Linked DNA regions of Mus musculus: all the other regions are linked to region 1. Evidence: chromatin contacts called from public Hi-C data. All regions are on one chromosome and are shown on one strand. Each heading gives the region's core, a stretch centred on a gene start, on an enhancer-like site or on the middle of the called end of the contact. The rest is flanking DNA. Distances are from core to core; before and after follow the strand shown.

Region 1 (4,001 bases), core at 550-3,049:
CTTAAGAATGGAACCGGTGGCAGGGACATTTAGAGTCTCAGTGATCCTGCCAAATCGCTCTCCCAAGTTAATTCTCCATCAATTACGGACAAATCCACCTGTGTCCCTATTCCTCCTTGGAAGACTGTGGAAGAGGATTGCTTGTTTAGCAAGAGAGAGACACTGTTTTGGTTTCCTTGGGTACTGCATTCACCTGGTGCACAGCACAGGCAGTTAAAATACCCGTACACATAAAATAAAATCAATGAATCTTTACAAAAACAATAAAAGTGTAAGCAATTGTTTACTTTTTCAGGTCTGATACAGTGAGGATGACATGTGGAGCTCAGCAGGTGCCTCTAGAGTGGACACAATAGTCACCACGCATCACCAGAAAATAGCTGCCTCTTGCTGCTCTAGGGATCCACACAACAGGATGCAGGGAGCTGGCCTCTTAGGATAGGAGAATTCTTTATTCCAGGGACCAGGCCACCACTGGATGCTTTTAGTAAAGGGGGGTGAGGGAACTCTGCCCTCCACACAGACCTGAGTGCTTTCAAGTGCCTTCCCCAAGTCTTCTAAGAGTCTGTCAGGTGTTTGGGACCTACCAGGGTCCAGGGACCCTATCCCTCTGGTTGGGTTGACTGGCTCCTTAGTGTCATCTGGTTCTGGTAGGGTGAAGTCTCATTCTCAGGACTAATACCAGGGTGATGCTGAAGTATTGGTTTTAAGTGACTTGCTGCTTTGTATATGTAGTAACCTTGAAAAAAATCGCCCAGGATTCTGACAATCTTGCTTCAAGGCTTTCAAAACTGGCCTCCCTCCCTGCCTCCTCTTTGCCTCCCATCTGCAGCTGTTGGGTTGGAAGCCCCTAGCTGAAGAGAGGCCATTTTGTCAGTGAGTGGATGAGCCTTTACTGAGCACAGGCTATGTGTGGGGCAGGGGGGTGATCTGCAGCGTCTCTTTTCCTGAGCCCACAGGCAGAGGTGGGTTGGGGGGGATGCTGAGACTGGCAGGTGGGTTCAGGTCTAAGTAGAGGTGATACCTGGGTGTGATCACAGAAGGAGTCTCAGAGTGAGTCTCAGAGTGGTGGTGCCTACGGGGCTGTAGTTTTAGGCAGGGAGCTGAATTAGAAGCTTCTAAGGGCTCATTCAAGGTGGGAGGGGGTACAGGTCTCCACCTGTGCACATTAGCTGAGGTCTACCAAGGGGGCGGGATCTCAGCTAAGACGCAGCCCACTTTGCATGCTCAGACCTGCTCAGTCACCGAGGCAGGGCTAACATTTGGATATGTGGTCTCCAAGTTCAAGGTTTTTCCACTCTAACTCAAGTCTGGGACAGTGCCCCGAGTCTCCCCCGGGCAGAACAATTCTTACAGTTTTAAAACAAGACCCACCTGTAATGTCCTCATGCTTTTTCTTTTGTTTGTTTGTTTGTTTGTTTTTTGCCCCTTGTCAGCTTCGGATGAACAACTCAGTGGAAGTTTTTGGAGGGAGCTATGCTCTCCAAAGCTGTGGACAAATTCCTGCCCCTAAGAACTCATAAAGGGGTTATTTGCAGGACAGACCGCAACAGTTCTGGCTCCAGGTCCTACGACAACACGGAGTGCCACTCTTCTGAAGGAGTATCCAAGATCAAGGGAGAAAACAGGGTTCCCAGACTCTGGTTCTGCAACTTGATCCTTAGCGCGTGGGGCGGACTGTGGCACCTGAGCATCCGTCGGAGCTGCTGGGTCCTGGTCCCAGCTTCTCGTACGCAGGGAGGGGTTCGGGGGCGCGCACGCAGGCCGCCGGGGACGCGCTGGCCGCCCGGGGGCGCGCACGGGCTAGTCTCTGCCCTAATGCGGCGGCTGGCAGCGAGAGGTGCTGCAGGGGACGCGAGGGAAGTGGCGGCGCCGGGAGCGGACATCTGGGACTGCGCCCGGGGCTGGAGCCCGAGCTCCTCGAGGTAAGGTGAGCGCGGGTACCCGGTAGGGTAACAGAACCCGGTCTCGGAAGCCCAACCAGCGGCACCCCCTTTGATTCCGCTCTCCTCAGTCCATCTGCATCCCCCGACCTGTCCCATCCCCCTCCATCCACATCCCTGTGCTTTTTTTTCTCTACACTGCCACCTGCCCGGAACCCACCAGATTCTGGCAGTGTCTCCCTCCAGCTTTCAGCCCTCTCCACCCTAATACCCTTTCGGACTCGGCTGGCAACATCCCATATTCCATCCCTCTCCCTCGCTCTCTCTCTCTTTCCTCGCTGTCTCAGCCTCACCATTGGAGACCAGCCAGCCCCTGTGTTTTCTCTCTGTACACCTCACTTTTCAGTTCCCCATTCCACTTATGTTTTCCTGCCTCACCCGTGGCCCCTCTGCTTGCCCTCCCTCCCGCGGCCCTGTGTAGTGCTGGCCTTCGGTTGCTCCCTTCCAGTTTATCCTCCCCGGTCCCCATCTTCACACCCAGTCCCAACCCCTTCACAGTGGCTTCCTTGTTTCCTCATCCTGCACACTCCCTCTGGAACATCTCCCCTACTCTCCTTGGTTCCTAGCCGGCCTACTACCCATCACCTTCTCTGCCTGCCCTTCGTGGTGATGTAGGTCCGGTGCTGACTGGGCTTGGACTCAGTCTACCCACCCTTGTATCGTCCTACTCTGCCACAGAGGCCTAGGGCTCAGTGGGCCAGGTGTTCACTGCTGTGAATTCAACCTCTCTAAAGCCCTTTGCTGCATGTTTGAGCCTGTTCATAGCTTTGGAAGAGAGATACTTGGGTTTGTAGGCCTCTGTGTGGTCCTCTCCTCTCCTGGAACTATTCAGGTTTGCTTCCTAGATGGGATCAGAAAGGGCTTGAGGCTGGGAGAAGAGGCAGGTCTAAGGGAATGGCCCTCAAGCTCCTGAGACTTGTCCTGAGTCCTGGGCTGCAAAAGCCTGGCAGAGAAACCTTGCTGGAGGGCCTAAGAGTTGGGGTCTTAGCAAAGACTTTTCCTCAGCTTCCAAGCCAGCATTCTGGCATCAGGAATGGTCCTGAGTGTGACCCACGACATGGCTGGGAGTGGTCAGAGTGCTGAATCACGGAGGCTGTGGTCCCACAACAGCCCACCTCACTCACTGAGCCAGGGTCTACTTTTCATTCCTCCCTTGGCTTACTGGCTGAGTTATGCATGCTGTGTGTATGTGTGTTGTGTATGAATGTGTATGTTGTGTATGAACATGTATGTGTGTTTTGTGTATGAGTGTGTGTGTGGTTCTGGACAAAGATGCCTCCTCTAGCTCCAGAGGAGAGGGTGACAATATTCCTCTTCTTGCCTGTCTCTTTCTCTGATAGGAGGGCCCTGATGTGCCTCCTCTAACCTTGGAACTGAGGTGAGCCCTGCTGGGCCCAGATCCAATCTTCAGTAAGGCAAGGGCAGGCCATAGCCTTTGAGACCAGGGTGCACAGGAGATGTGTGGTTTGAATAGGGCCAGAGACCAGCAGGTTCAGATCCCATAGAACTTAAGCCTAAGTAGAAGCTGCCCAGGGAGAGGGTGTGGAGCAAGGAAGACCCTGGAGAGGCTGTGGGGGCAGCCAGAGGAAAGGAGGCAGAACTCAGTCCTCCCTGTGACCAAGGATGCTGGATCGGTGGAACTGCATGCAGGAGGCAAATGAGAGAGAGGAGGGATCACCTTCCTGTCCAGTACATTTCACCTTTTGCCTTGACTAAGCTGGTTCTTCAGAGAGAGACAATTTTCTACCCTTACTCTTTGGATTAGGCCGAAGGAGTGTGTGTGTGTGTGTGTGTGTGTGTGTGTGTGTGTGTGTGTGTGTGTGTGTGTGTGTGAGAGAGAGAGAGAGAGAGAGAGAGAGAGAGAGAGAGAATATGGTATTACTAAGAAAAGAGACAAAACCCAAGAAATTGTATATGCCTTTGTAAAATAGGGCTGGCTTCCCAATCCCCTGTCTCAAAGACTCCTCTAAAACCCTAGGCTTTAGAGGAGGTAAGATACAAACTGCAGTCTGGCCCCGGCAGTTTCCCCAGAGGTTCTTGCTTTGGAATACTGAGGGG
Region 2 (4,001 bases), core at 635-3,134, 63 kb after region 1:
CTCGGGAGATAGAGGCAGGTAAATCTCTGAATTTGAAGCCAGCCTGGTCTTCAGAGCAAGTTCCAGGATAGGCAGGGCTTCACAGACAAACCCTATCTCGAAAAACAAAACAAAACAAGCAAACAAAACACAATGCCACCTTCTGTTCTTCTATCTCTAAGCAACCCCGAAGCCCTGGTCCCCACAGGTCAGTTGGTACCATTGCAAGCTTGTTTGTTTTCTTTCTCCCGCATCCTTCACATCTTCCATCTCGTTCCCTCACTGCCACCTCATGCCTTGCTGCTCTTGCCTCTCAAGAGAAACCTGTCATCATTTCTGCTGTCCATTTCCTTCTCGAACACCCATCCGTGGGACAGAAAAACCCAGCAGTTCACGTGTTCTAGCATGAGTTCTTCTGCCTGCCATTAGGATAGCCGCTGGGCTAATAACAGTATCGGCTTGAGAGGGGACTCGGGTGAGAGAAGGGAGCGTTGAAGGAGCATTAGCTTCCTCAGCATCGCCCAGGCCTTTTACTGTAAGAATGTCTCACATGTTGTTCACACAATTGATAAAAGAGAAAGCTCCAGCCTGGCATTCAAAATCTTCCCACACTCTCTCCAGCTCTCCCACCTCTCAACCATGCAAACGTTCTTCTCCCCTCAAACTGATGTCCCTCTTGCCTTAGACCTGCTGAGCCGTTGCTCAAACCACAACCCAGTCACGTGCTCTATTCCTCTCCCTCCTGGCCTACCCCATTCCTGCTCCTTCTCCAAGCATTTGGGACCTCAACTGGCCAACATGCCCAATGGCTCGAATTGCCTGGAAACCTCAACCAGTCTCTACCCCCTCTGAATGGGAATAGAGCGGTTCCTTTGTTTGTCAGTCATCTGGGATCTGGCATTGGACATGGCTGGTCCTTTGTATCATTCACCTCTGCTCTTTGGGAGCTACTTAGAGGGTGCACATTCATTCTTGCTGCCTTGTTTATTCAGTGATGACACTCAGTGTGGACAGACTGAATGGAAAGAAGGCAATGAAAGGTGTATCAGCCTCCAAAAACAGCCTCTAAAATGTCATCTCTAAACTGGTGACCCAGGACTGAATCCCAGCTAGTCAGTAGACTGAGGCTGGGGGATCACAAGTTCAAAGCCTAACTAGGCTAAGAGAGTTTAAGGCAAATCTGGTGACTTACTAACAAGCCATCTCAAAATTTAAAACGCTAAAGGGGTTGAAGGTGCAGCTCAGTGGTAGGGTGCCTACCCAGAGTCCTTCATCTGGATAACAGTATAGAAGTGTGTTGCCTCTTAGCCAGAACAGCTGAACAAGTCACGTGGCCTTTACATGTAATTCCTCTGACAGTGTAGCCCGGGGCTTACTTCAATACCACATTGCTTTTTTTTTTTTTTTTTTTTTTTTTCCTGAGCCAGGGTTTCTCTGTGTAGCCCTGGCTGTCCTGGAACTCACTCTGTAGACCTACAATTTTTCACTCTGAAATACTGAAGACCCTGAGTTTGAGTTTGAGTTTGAGCACGGATCTTCCCAGCCTGCATCCCACTCAGCTGCTCTCAATAGGCTTTTGCTTTCTTCCCAGTCTGCTGGAGGTTGAGAATGAAGGGAGTGGACTCTGCAAGTGGGTTAGATGTCCCGGAAGACTTCCCAACGACCAGCTTCCTTCAGATGAGTTTGTTCAGAAGCCCTGCACTGCACACAGAGCTCACCCACTGGCTATCCTGGGAGAGGCAGCGAGGAGTAGTAGGTCAAAGGGAACAAAAAAGAGGAGGGGACATGGGGCTGAAGTAATAGAAACACTGGAGGCACAGAGATCTAAGTGTCACTACCCAAAGCTGTTGCAGAATGGTGGGGAGGAGTGAGGGGAACGGCGGGGGATCAGCCCCCGCCCTCAGTGCGGCGGCGGCTGCCTGTTTGTTTAATAATCGTGTTCTGAGCAGCATTTGAACTGGCATTTAGACGAGTCTAGAATGTGAATTCTTGCAGGGGAGGCAGCCAGGACAATCCCGCTTTGTTCTAGTTCTTTGAGGACTACGGAAATAATTTTTAAAACAATAACCCTCCTTCCTGGGTCTGTTGCCTGTTTGCTCCGAGGAATGCTTGGTAACTCTTAGGACACTGGGACTCACATTTTAAGTTCTGTGTTCTTCACCCCTGGTAAAGGCCAGGTTTGGGCTGTAGGAAAAGACAGTGGTATGTTAACTGTGCCCTTTTGTGTATGTTGCCTGCTCCTAAAGGACCATGGGCCAGAGCCTCTTACGGGTTTGCTCTTTCAGTCATCCACTCAACAAAAACATTTCCTAGAACTTAGTTATAGGCCCAAGACATTCTAGGAATGATTCGGAGTAGAAAATGGAAGATGTGGCCCTTGCTTTCAGAGCTGTATGCAGCATACATTATTATGATTGATTCTCTTTGTCTCCAACCAGAAACTCTAGGCTGCCTGTATTGACTGTTGCTCCATTGAGTCATCAGACCTTTTTGGAAAATTTCTCACACAGGCAGTGAAGGCTGAGCAGGGAAAAGGGCTACCCAGGGCCTGAGTCAGTCAGGAAATACAAATGCTACTAATGGAGCAATTGTGGGTGTCTAAGGAGCCTTTCTGCTTCCAGGGGTTCTCTCCCCAGGAATCACCTGGAACTTGTTGGAAATAGCTAAGGTGGGACCATGGCCTGCAAGAATTGGTGCCTGCTCATTTTGACAATGTTACAGGAGGCTGATCCATTTGTAGGCACACTGACCTCTGGGGGGCGCTGCTGGGAAGACCGGCCTAGGTGAGAAGATGAAAGGAAAGACTCCCACGAGGGAGGTGCCTTCCCGCTTGGAGGGCCTGCAGGGATGGTGCCAGGGGAAAGGTAGAGACACAAGTAGGTTGTGTGCTGGCTGGGACCGCAGAGGTCAATGTGGTGACAGCAGAGGCAGAGCCAGCTGGGAAAGGCTGTGTGAGCCAAAGAATTTAGATTCAAGTTGCTCTGAAAAGGAATCCTGCCCTAATTTATCCACCAGGAAACCAACACACAAATAAATAGGTTGAATACTTTATCCAAAGTCACATAGCTGATTCACAGATCAGTGGATATGAGCAGGAATTCGTACCTTGATCTGTAAACCCAAAGCCCATTTTCAGAATCACTACACTAAGGTGATAAGGAGACAAAAATGTAAACATTAAATCATTTTTATTAATTTTTATGTGTGTGTATTTCACCTGTATGACTGTGTACCACGTTTGCCCAGTGTTCTGAGAGACCAGGAGAGGGTGTGGGACCCCTGAACTTGGACTTACAGAGTGTTGTAAGCTGGCGCATGGGCGCTGAGAATGAACCCCGGGACCCCTGAAAAGGGCAGCCAGTGCTTTTACCAATGAGCCAGCTCTCCAGCTCTCCATTTTTGGGGGGGGCATCTCTATTGCTTAGTATTTGATTAATTTTATAATAAGATACCTTAAATAACATAAGGTGATTAAGACTGGAATAAAAGAATAAGCCCCACAAACCAAGAAGAGTCATAAGTTCTGTTTGTGGTATTATAGAATAGTGCTTGCCATTCACAAGTGCAAACTTCTTCCCAAGAAGAACCGGGTTGTTGCTCTGTCAGCTGCCTGAACCAATACACTGTGAGAGCAAAGCACTGTGTGGCTTATTGGAACCTCTGCTTCTGCGCTGTTCCCTGGGCCCGTCCTTGTGTCCTTCCCTTCTGTCTATCTTGCCACAGCACCCATGGCAGGGATGCAGCGAGGGAGGAGAGACCCAGTGCAGCCTCTCCCCTCTGCATCTCAGTGCAATCGCGTGAGACCTAAGCATCAGCATCTGCTCAGACTTGGGCCCAAGGCCCCTCTTTGGATCAATCTGGTGCGCTTACCAGCTCCCTCGTGGTCAAATTGGCCATTGTGGTCTCTGCAGAGAGGGATGAAAGTACACATGTCCTTGGTGGCACGGGGAGCTAAAAGATCAGACAGGATATAGCTTAGGTGATTCTGAAGTTGTCCTTGATCGTGGGAACTTCCAGTCTGA
Region 3 (4,001 bases), core at 721-3,220, 38 kb after region 1:
TCTTGCCCCAGGTTGGTAACACAGTCATGACTGTAGCTTCTGCTCACTGAGGTCTTACCCAGTGTCAGGCCCTTCCCTGAGCACTGGATGCCAACAGGGCCAAGTGACTCAGACACAGCCCTCCCAACAACTTTTACTATCCTTGTGTTTTATAAAAAGATAGGAGAAACCAGAGGTATGTTTGGTGGCAGTGTGGTAAGGTGTGGGGGAAGGGAGTGCCTCTGTGAGCCCATGCTGAGGCATCCCTTTCCTCTGAGGGGCCAGCCATGCGGATGGGACAGGACAGTATAATATAGAGTTTATTCAGGGCATGGGGAGGGGAGTTGAGAGAGTAGAGACAGAGACAGAGTCAGAGACAGACAGACAGACAGACAGACAGACAGACAGACTCAGAAGAGGAGTAGAGGGGCTGGCCATGAGCACATGGGGAGAGAGGAGGTAAGGGGAATGGGGAGAGAGGGGGAAGAGGGTAAGTAGGGAGCAAAGAGAAGAGATCAAGGGCGGGACAAGCAGCCCCTTTTATAGTGAGTCAGGTACAACTGGCTGTTGCCAGGTAACTGTGGGGCAGAGCCTAGACTAAATGCCAGCAGTCCCGACCTTAGAATCAAGGAAACTGAGGAGAGAGAAGTTAGCATGCCGTCTAATGTCACAACCGGTAGCAGGGCCCAAGAACATATGTTCTCGAAGTGCTTATCCTGAGTCCTCAGGGGTTGATGACTGAGAGGATTATTCTGATAAAGAATATGGTCTGACTCAAAAGAAATACCTCATGCCAGTGAGGGACCATGTGAGTGTTTTTCCTTAGAGAACTTGGAGAGCCCTGCTTCTTAAGTAGAGTCCTGGAGGCTGGACCTTGGACTGATGTCCACCCAGCACTCTTCCTTCTGAGGACTGCGGCAGTTGTCTTCTGTACGTTAGAGCAGCCGCCATTTCCATAGATGAGATGCTAGACTGTGGATCGGCAAGCATAGGCCACTCTAAGAACCATGCTGGGATGGTGGATTCTAGGGAGAGGCCAAGGTTGCTTGAGAATTCCCCAGAGAGGAAGAAACATCCCCAAGGAGCTGGGCTTGATGGAGCTTTCTTTACACCCTTCAGTAGGGTGAGTGTATTACCTAGAAAGAAGCCTGAGGCATCTGTCCCACTCCGGTCTCAAGATTCCTACTGCAAAGTCCAGGCTGTGCTTTGCTTCTGCAAGGAGGATCCATAATCCTATGCATGTGCCAGAGGAAAGACCTGCAGAGAGACTTGTGAGAAGTCCGGGTGTGTCTGGGGCACCTCCCTCTTCTCTGCCATACAGTCTGTGGTAAGGCAGCCACTCTGAGGAGAATGCCTTCCTTCTGAGGAGCTGTGAGGGGAAGGACAGCCAGCATCCTGGGAGTCAGGAAGCATCGTGGTCAGTTCCTGCCTGCTTCCTATTCAGTTCCACCTTACGTCTCTTCACCTGTCAGGTGTGCTATTAATAATGCCTGCCTCAGACTTGGCCGGAACTGATATGCTGGAAACCAGGAACACAGGAGGAGGGAGGAGACCCCCCCCCCCCGTCCGTGTGCGTGTGGTCACTGTGTGATTTTTCCCAGCCCCAAGCCATTTTGTACTACAGTACCAGCCCCATGTAGATGAGCCCAGCTAAGTCTGATTCAGGTTACTAACTCCGCGCCGCCGCCCCCTCCCCGCCCCCCGCCCCCGGTTCCTGCTGCATCCTGTAGTTCTAGGAGCCAGCGCTGGGCCACATACTCACTGCTAGCTACTTCTAGCCAGACTGTCTTTGGTCTTGTTTGGGGTCTCTGGAGGTGAGAGCTCTCTTGCCTTTGGTGCCAGTTTCTTACTTCCTGTGTCTTTCTCACAGCTCAGCAATATCCCCACTGCCTGGGGACCTGGCTTTATTCCACACCCTCTTTGTGCTACAGCGGGCTCCCTGGGGCCCTGCCTCCAGTTCTTGCATCTGCAGCAGTCATCCTGGATCCTCCACCCCGCTCTCCACCCCCTGGCTCCTGTCCTGATTACACCTGCTCCGCCTCCTGCCCTCCTCAGCCTGTACCCTCTTCCCTCCCTGTCTTCCGCAGCCTCCCACCGGGTTTGAACCTCACCTCTGTGTATACTTCCCAGAGACTCAAGCATGTTTTGCATTTCTAAAGGGAGCTTCTCTCTCAACTTTAACTTTTTTTTTGAGGACCCACATCTTCATGTTGACATGAACATGCTGACCTGGTATATTTCCAGTGTGAGCACGGTGTCCCTCACTCTGGTAAAGGAAACTTCCATTGCTATATTCTTTCCACCTGTATTCTCAAGGAGTCCGGTAGCCTGGTGAGGTAGAGACCACAAGCCTTATTTTATAGATGGGGAGTCAGGCCGAGTAAGTGACTTGTTGACAGCCACACAGGGGCCAGGTGGCAGAGCGAAGGCTTACACATGGGTCTTTGTGTTTACCTTAGAGCCACTGGGCCTCTAGAAGGTGCGTGGTTACAGAGGACTGATAGCAGCACACCAAAGCTCCTGTTATATAGGAGCTGGTTTTCTGAGTGAGCAAACTCAAGCTTGGCATGGTCCTGTCTCCAGACTACCCACCTCTCCCCACCCCACACCCAGAATAGCCTGAAGAGAAGGGTTGGAGGGAAGGGTGTAGCTTTTCAGGGTCCCTTGAAGTCTTCAGGTTAGACCAGGATAGAGAGGAAAGGCGTCTAGGCTCTCAGAAACCACAAGATGACTGGGGGAGGGGAAAGAACAGAGAAGGCAATCTGGACGTGGCTGAGCAATACAGTATTGGCAATTCAGGAGCTTCTTATTTATTTATTCATTTTATTAAATGCTTTTATTTATTTACATTCTAAATGTTGCCCCCCTCCCCAGTCCCCCCACCCTGAGTTCTTCACTCCATCCTCTCCCCCTTTGCTTCTGAGAGGGTGTTGCCCTATCCACCCACCTCAGATGTTTCTTTTCTTTTTTCTTTTTTTTCGAGACAGGGTTTCTCTGTATAGCTCTGGCTGTCTTGGAACTCACTTTGTAGACCAGGCTGGCCTCGAACTCAGAAATCCGCCTGCCTCTGCCTCCCGAGTGCTGGGATCAAAGGTGTGCGCCAAAAACAGGCTGGGAGGGAGCATTCAGCCAAATGCTTGCAGATCATCCAAGAGGCCACAGGGCCAGAGACTTGTGCAATCCCGAGTGACTGTCAGCCTTGGCCTCCAGCAGGTTCTGAGTGCTAGCTCAACGCTCTACACAGCCTTCAGCTCCCCTGCTGTGTCTTCCATGGGGAAGCCAGCAGTGACTGCTCCGAGGCTTCACTAATCACAGGCCAGTTGCAATTTTGTTCTCTGTAGTTGGCTGTGCTTGTAGTGTTGGAGCGTCACAGATGCTAAATGTTAATTCTACCTCTGAGCTATATATACCCTTCTCTTGACTTCACATCAACATAGTCAGGTATAATATACACTCAGGAAAATGTGCATTTCTTAAGGGCACAGTAGGTTAGTTTTGACAAGAATGTGCAACACATACACACACATTTCAAGTGCCCTCTCTCCCATGGAAGATGGAGTCTCTAGTTCCATCATCCCATGTGCAGTCTGTCCTCCTTCCCACAGCCCCTGGTCCTAGGTGACCTCTGATGGCCATGTGCCACTGAAGATTTGGCTTTTGGATAAATGGACTCAGTGTCCAATATATAAGTTGGATTCTTTGTGTTACTTCTTCTTGCCTTTAGGGAGAGACTTTACCCTCCAGGTTAAAAAAAAAAGCATCTGTACACAATTCCAGGATAAGTGAGTACAGCAAGGTGAGCTTATTGAGTAATTAGACAGAGATTCCAGTAAGAAAAGGTCAATGCACAGTCAGGGACATGGGTGTGGGCTTCTTGAGAGAGGGCTCTTGGGTGTTTTCATGGTGTATGTGGTGTGTGTGTGTGTGTGTGTGTGTGTGTGTGTGTGTGTGTGTGTGTGTGATTCCATGGCCTCCAAAGTTACATTAATATTTAAAGGATATAACTTACAACACGGTTTAAA

Evidence for each region. A called contact is a pair of places that touch in the nucleus more often than the background predicts.
Region 2: a Hi-C map of cerebral cortex shows a contact between it and region 1, with 2.8 times the contacts expected there. The contact joins the enhancer-like site here to the promoter of Nfasc in region 1. A contact is called at or near these places in 4 of 39 promoter capture datasets (embryonic stem cells, hippocampal neurons, second pharyngeal arch cranial neural crest and 1 more), 5 of 484 Hi-C or Micro-C datasets (brain, cerebral cortex, frontal cortex and 1 more), 9 of 115 datasets of contacts at active chromatin or transcription factors (a beta-TC-6 cell line, embryonic forebrain, embryonic hindbrain and 5 more) and 1 of 9 other capture datasets (adipose tissue).
Region 3: a contact with region 1 is called in a Hi-C map of rod photoreceptor, with 1.6 times the contacts expected there. The contact joins the enhancer-like site here to the promoter of Nfasc in region 1. A contact is called at or near these places in 2 of 39 promoter capture datasets (embryonic stem cells and hippocampal neurons), 7 of 484 Hi-C or Micro-C datasets (the N1E-115 cell line, cerebral cortex, cortical glia and 4 more), 6 of 115 datasets of contacts at active chromatin or transcription factors (embryonic forebrain, embryonic hindbrain, embryonic stem cells and 2 more) and 2 of 9 other capture datasets (adipose tissue and liver).

What each region holds. Positions count from the first base shown.
Region 1 is chr1:132,739,595-132,743,595 of GRCm38.p6, reverse strand. It overlaps Nfasc (neurofascin), which reads left to right and starts at 1,799. Exons shown (of 30, transcript NM_182716.4): 1 at 1,799-1,925.
Region 2 is chr1:132,677,049-132,681,049 of GRCm38.p6, reverse strand. All of the region lies in intron 1 of Nfasc (neurofascin), which reads left to right. It overlaps Gm46157 (a long non-coding RNA gene), which reads right to left. Exons shown (of 3, transcript XR_001779421.2): 3 at 1-4,001. Among named protein-coding and RNA genes, the nearest start is that of Gm46157, 10 kb to the right of the region's middle. Within about 2 kb of position 1,884, at least 9 of the 459 cell types and tissues checked have an H3K27ac peak or open chromatin away from gene starts, as enhancers often do. A contact at or near this core is called in cerebral cortex, where this site is marked.
Region 3 is chr1:132,701,625-132,705,625 of GRCm38.p6, reverse strand. All of the region lies in intron 1 of Nfasc (neurofascin), which reads left to right. Among named protein-coding and RNA genes, the nearest start is that of Gm10538, 26 kb to the left of the region's middle. Within about 2 kb of position 1,970, at least 17 of the 459 cell types and tissues checked have an H3K27ac peak or open chromatin away from gene starts, as enhancers often do. A contact at or near this core is called in cerebral cortex and rod photoreceptor, where this site is marked.